Linked DNA regions of Sus scrofa: region 1 is linked to region 2. The links are chromatin contacts, called in public Hi-C maps. All regions are on one chromosome and are shown on one strand. The core of a region is the stretch at or near the end of the contact, and the rest is flanking DNA. Distances in the headings are between cores, read along the strand shown.

The links. A called contact is a pair of places that touch in the nucleus more often than the background predicts.
Region 1: a Hi-C map of liver shows a contact between it and region 2, with 4 times the contacts expected there. The contact joins the enhancer-like site here to the promoter of SDC1 in region 2. A contact is called at or near these places in 1 of 5 promoter capture datasets (liver) and 6 of 47 Hi-C or Micro-C datasets (embryonic fibroblasts, fetal liver, liver and 1 more).

What each region holds. Positions count from the first base shown.
Region 1 is chr3:118,019,289-118,022,137 of Sscrofa11.1, forward strand. No RefSeq gene overlaps it. Among named protein-coding and RNA genes, the nearest start is that of SDC1, 33 kb to the left of the region's middle. Within about 2 kb of position 1,548, at least 5 of the 83 cell types and tissues checked have an H3K27ac peak or open chromatin away from gene starts, as enhancers often do. A contact at or near this core is called in fetal liver and liver, where this site is marked.
Region 2 is chr3:117,986,284-117,989,213 of Sscrofa11.1, forward strand. SDC1 (syndecan 1) reads left to right here and starts at 1,302. Exons shown (of 5, transcript NM_001243190.1): 1 at 1,302-1,625. The coding sequence starts at 1,560.

The sequences.
Region 1 (2,849 bases), core at 298-2,797, 33 kb after region 2:
CCTGAGCACGTGTTAGGAGGTGTTGGGGGCACACAGCTGAGGAGGGATGGGGGGAGTCCCTGAATGAGAGGCTTCTGAGTCCCACTCCCTTCTCGGTGCAGAGCAGAGGGCCCGGCCTGGCACACAGGAGGGGCTTCGGAAATATCCATCAAGTGAAATTCATCAATATTCACATTTATGTTAGGGTCAAATGAATGGGAAAAGAGACTGAAAAGGATGTGTCATTTTTTCTTGTTTTTTAAAAAAATTCATGTCTACTTAATGTACAGTAATTCATTCTTTTAATCAAAAAAATCAAAATCCGGTTTTTAAATATTGAAGTATGGTTGGTTTATAATCAATAATTCATTCTTATTGCTGGGCAATTCTTTCCAAATCCAGACTGTCGTGTCATCACCATCACAATTATGATATAGGGCAGTCTTAGGGGAGTTCCCCAGTGGCTTAGCAGGTTAAGGACCTGGTGTTGTGCCCCTGCAGACACGGGTCATTGCTGTGGTGTGGGTTCGGTCCCTGGCCTGGGAAATTTTATCTGCTGCGAGTGCTGCCAAAATAAAAATTAGAGCCATCTCAGCACCCCTAAAACTCCTTCCTGACTCCTTGTAGTCAAAGCCCCCACATTCACCCTCCCAGCCCCAGTAACAACTGATCTGTTTCTGTCCTAGTAGTTTTGCCTTTTTCAGGTGTCTTATAAAAGGAATAGTACAACGTGGGACCTTCTGAGTCTGGCTTTTTTCATTTAGGAGGCAGCATTTGAGTTTCCCCTGAGCTGTTGTGTGTATCAAGAGCCGTTCCTTTTTTCTTGCTGACTAGTATTCCATGGTACTGAGAGGGTGGCTTTATTTGCAATTGCCCACCACGAGGGAAGCCCAAATGTTCTCCAACTGTAAGGATTTCTTTCTTTCTAGAATCATAAATCAGAATACTTCCTTTGTCCAGGTACAAATCCTAATTTAGGATCTAGAAGGCATGACCCCTGATTGCCTGAGGGTGCGAATTTAATTTCAAGAGGTTAACAGGCTTTAAAGAGGGGGGCAGGGCTGGAGGGCAGGACAGGACTTCTGGGACTGACTGCCCCACCTCCTTTGGCGCATCTGGTGAATTGAAAAAGGTTTCCCATTCAGGCCTCAGCTCAGCTGGAGTTTATCTGTAAAATGAGGCTGGCAGACCTTATCTTGTTGGGCTATGCAGGGACTAAATAAGACAGTGTGATTAAACCGCATCACAGAAACTGTCTTTTGCCGTGGCACTCCCTAAGCACTCGATAAATAATGGCTATGACTCTTCGTTTACGAAAACCCTGAAGGCAGGCGTTACTACTCCATTTTACAGATGAGGAAACTGAGGCCCCAAGCCATGACTTCATCCAGCGACTGAGCAGCCAAGCTGACACGCAAAGTGTCACTTGGGAGCTCACAGCACTCCTCTGAACATCGCTGCTTCCTGTTTCATCCATTTTGGTCACAAAGGACCACTTGGACAGGGCGTGCAGGAGGCGCTGCTGGGCCAGGGCTGCCCCAGCAAGCCCTGAGGCTATTCCTGGGCACGGGCTGGGGTGGCCTCTCCAAAATGCGTGCTGGTGCCAAAGTCAATAACCATCACCTGCCCTGTGGGAAACCATGGTCACAAGGATACAAACAACAGCAGTGGTGGCTCCCTTCTGCCCCAGTCCCTGCCAGCCCTGTGCCCCTCTGTGCCAGAGGCAAGCTGGGGGTGACACCTGGCAAATCTTAGATCCAGGAGCTGGGGGGATGGCCCCTCCCCCAACAGGACCCCATCCCTGTCTTGCCCCTCTCCTTGGATGCTAGCCAAGAAGGTGGCACTGGGATCTGTTGGGAAACATCCAGAAAGGGACTCGAGCCCCTGGGGCAGCTCTACCCCGGAGCCCTGGACCTGCCCCTCTACGTTTTTCACTCCCTCAACTCAGTGCCCGCGTCCTCTTGGGCTCAGAGCCACCGCAGAGCCCACAGTTCCGTGGCGAGCACAGACCAGCAGTACTGAACCATGCAGATGTCCAAGGCAGTCTTCCAGAGACAGATAAAGGGCACCTGATCCAGCCTGGAGAGTTCGAGAAGCGGCCCGGAGGGGAAAATGACTGGGCAGGTTATTGCTAAAGGAGCAGGCCAGGCCGAGCAGAAGAGGGGAGGTGCGCTCAGGACCTGCGCTCAGGACCTGCAGGGCCCAGCCAGTGCGCAGTGTCCAGGTGAGGGGCGGGAAAACAGTGTAGATGAGGCGGGGGTGGTGGTGGGGGGGACAACTGGGAGCAGTAAAAGGGCCCTGCATCCCAGGGCAGAGTGAAGGGAAGGGGTGGCCTGTGCGGAGCTGGCGCCTCCTAGCTTATGGGAGCACGAGGTCTGCGACCTCACATCGGTGGTTTGAAATTGGCCGGGGTGGGATTGGCAAGGGCTGCGAATCAGAGCCAGTCATTTAAAAAATTGAAAAGGGGAGTTCCCGTCATGGCTCAGTGGGTAACGAATCCGACTAGGAACCATGAGGTTGTGGGTTCGATCCCTGGCCTCGCCCAGTGGGTTAAGGATCCGGCGTTGCCGTGAGCTGTGGTGTAGGTTGCAGACGCGGCTCGGATCCCGCGTTGCTGTGGCTCTGGGTAGGCCGGTGGCTACAGCTCCGATTCAACCCCTAGCCTGGGAACCTCCATATGCCGCGGGTGCAGCCTTAGAAAAGCAAAAGAAAGAAAGGAAGGAGGAAGGAGGAAAGAAAGAAAGAAGGAAGGAAGAAGGAAAAAAGAAAGAAAGAAAGGAAGGAAGGAAGGAAGGAAGGAAGGAAGGAAGGAAGAAGAATTAAAAAGGGCAGGCTTTGATGGGTTTCAAAGTCAGGGCACGGGATGATTA
Region 2 (2,930 bases), core at 52-2,551:
TGACCCCAGTTTTCTTTGTTTTGTGGAGGAGAGAAAAGCAAAATTCCAAACTGACCTATGTTTCCTCCATATTGAGTTGAAAGGGCTAGAGAGCTGACTTCAGACTATGAGCCAGCCCCTGGCAAACACCCTCATGGCTTTCTATTCAAAGGGCCCTTTAACCTGTCAGGACGCCCTGAACTCCTTGGAGAGGTCCTGCCTGGTGCCATGCGGTTAGATGATCCTTGAAATCAAGGCCTAAGAGAACTGCTTCAGGCCTTAAGAACCTGCAGGAGGCTCTGCAGGCGGAGATGGGGACGGTGGGTGGGGAAGTCGGTATCTTTGGTCTCCAGGTCCAAGGTCACATTGCAGGCAGGGCCCGGCAGGTTCTTCCCCTTTTCGTTCAAGGCCATTTGCTCTACAGACCTTCCATGGTCTTTGAACACCTACACAGAGGCTCGGGATTGCTGATGGCACCACTGAGGTCTAAGGCCCCTCAGGGAATCACGAAGGAGCAAAAATGCCAGTGGTGCTTCTCAGACCTGCAGGCTGGAAGTCACCTGGGCCCAAGGCTGTTTACTTTTCCTTTTGACTCAGAGAATGAAGAGAGAGGGCACTGCTTTCTATCAAAAGACACTGAAAAGTCCTTTAAAATTTTTTAATTTTTTTAAACAACCCTTCCTGGGCGTGTCCAGCTGTTTAAAGTAAGGCCCCTAGTTTCCAGCACTGGCAGAAGGCCAGCGCATGTGGAAACTAGTGCTGGGGTGTAGGGTGAGAGGGCGCAGAGAGCACCATCCGCAGCCAGGGAAGGGGCCACTGATTTAAGGGCCCATCACTTCGGGCCCCCGCACAGCCTCAGAAAGTGTTCCCGCCCGGATCCGGGAGTCCAGCGCACCTGGAGGGGGCTCGGTGTTCACGCCCAGAGGGCGCTGCAGACTGGCGCCAGCAATCGAGGACCAACTCCCGCCCCTCCCGCCAGTCTCCCGGGCAGAGCCTCAAAACCCTTGGCCAGGGCGGTAGGGGGGTGCGACCAGTCCCCAACCCCCGGGAACACCGGAGCAGCAGAGCCGAAACCCGGGGAACCGCGGCGCGCGGGGACCGTGGCCCTGGGGGTAGGCGAGGCTCGGCTTCCCTGGCGCGGTGCGGAGGCGGGGCTGGGGAGCCGGGCTTGGGGCGTTCCTTGGGGGCCGGGCCTGTGGCTCAGGGGGCGGGGCGGGGTTCTAGGGGGCGGGGCTCTAGGGGGTGGGGACTGGGGCTGGCCCCGAGACCTGGCGAGCTGGGGGTGGGGGGCGAGTTTTTTGCAACGGCTAAGGGCCTGCGGGTTTATTATAAGGCGGAGCTCGGCGGGAGAGGTGCTAGCGGTAGCTGAGCGGAGCCGGAGGAGTCTAGCACCAGAGCGAGGACTGCAGCCAGGGGACCCCGCAGCCCTCGCCTAGGACAGCAGCGCGCTTGGGCATCGCTCAAGGGAGCTGGGCGCAGCGCAACCCGCAGAGCCGACTCGGAGCCTCGCGCAGACGGCTCAGCGCCGCGCACCCCTGACCCGCGCAACCCGCTGCGCTCCCGCCGCTGGTCCGGGCAGCATGAGGCGCGCGGCGTTTTGGCTCTGGCTCTGCGCGCTGGCGCTGCGCCTGCAGCCGGCCCTCCTGGTGAGTGCGGCCGGGGGCTTGGCCGGGAGGTGGCGGGAAGCCGGGGCTGGCGGATCGGCCGATACCGGCGACCGCACGTGGAGGGGGAGGGGAAGCGGGGACTTCCCCTCTTCCCGCGCTAGCAAGGCTGGCGGGGAGACTAGGAGCCCCGAAATCAGGGCTCTTGACCCAACTGCCTCCGCCGTCGGGGAATGGGGGGGGGGGGCCGTGGGTTCCGCAGCTCCGGGAGGAGGCTTGGGGCGTCCCGTGGAGCAGAGCCTGCGCCGGGGCCCCGAGCTCAATTACGTAAAAGGGCTCCAGTGGCGAAAGAGCCAGCCAGCCAGCGGCGGCTCCTGGGGTCGCCGGCTCCCACCCAGTCACCCCGGGCACTGCGGCGGCAGGGCCCCTCGCCGGTGACCCAGGAGGATGCCGAGATCGCGGCTAATACGCCCCGCCCGCGGACCCTAATTCAAACCAGATCGGTCGAGCCGGAGCGCCCGGCCCCTCTGGCAGAGGCAAGTTTGGGAGCAGCGGAATCGGCGCGGGAGCAGGCGGGCGTGTGCACTAAGGAGCCCCAGCCAGGGCTGCGAGGACGACCGGGGCGGGCGGACAGAGGTGGGGTCTCGGCTGTCCGTTGGCTGGCCGAACGGAGCCAGGCCGGGTGTAGCAGGAGGTTCCGGGAAGTTGGCCTCGGAACGCAAGAGACCCGCAGGAACCCAACTTCTGGGCTGTTGAAGTTGTGCTGCCTGCGGAGGGGCGAGAGCCTGCGCTGGGCACGGTCGGGGCGCGCGGGCTGCTTCCACGCGAGTGGACCCGGGAATGGCTTTACCCCTCCCCCGGCCTGGCTTTGTGCTGGAGCAGCGCGGAGGGAAGGCGGGTCCCTTGGCCCGCCCAGTGGAGCTAGAAGAAAAGGGGGACAAACGTGGAGCCCGAAGCTGGGGGGAGGCCGTGGGGTAGAACTCCAGCACCCACCTTTGGAGAGGGGTGGGTCGCCTCTAAAGAGGGATCTGGCCGACAAAGAGATCCGGAGGGTCCCCAGAAAGTGCTCTCCCGCCCCAGCCGCCGTCCGCTGGCCCGCCTTCCCCAAAGGGGGCGCTTTGTTCTCGGCCCCGGTAACCCTTTCCTGGGAACCGCCCCGCGGCTCCAGCCTACTATGGGCTGAGACCTGGGCTGCCGCCAGGTGTCAGCGCTGGCCGCCGGGTGCTCACGTCCACCCCCACAGCCCCCACAGCCGGTGCCCGAGTCCCAGGGTCCTCTCCTCTGCTCCGTGTGAGCCAGGTCGGCCATCCCCGGGGATGGAGAGGGGAGGTGCGGACCGAGGGGGCT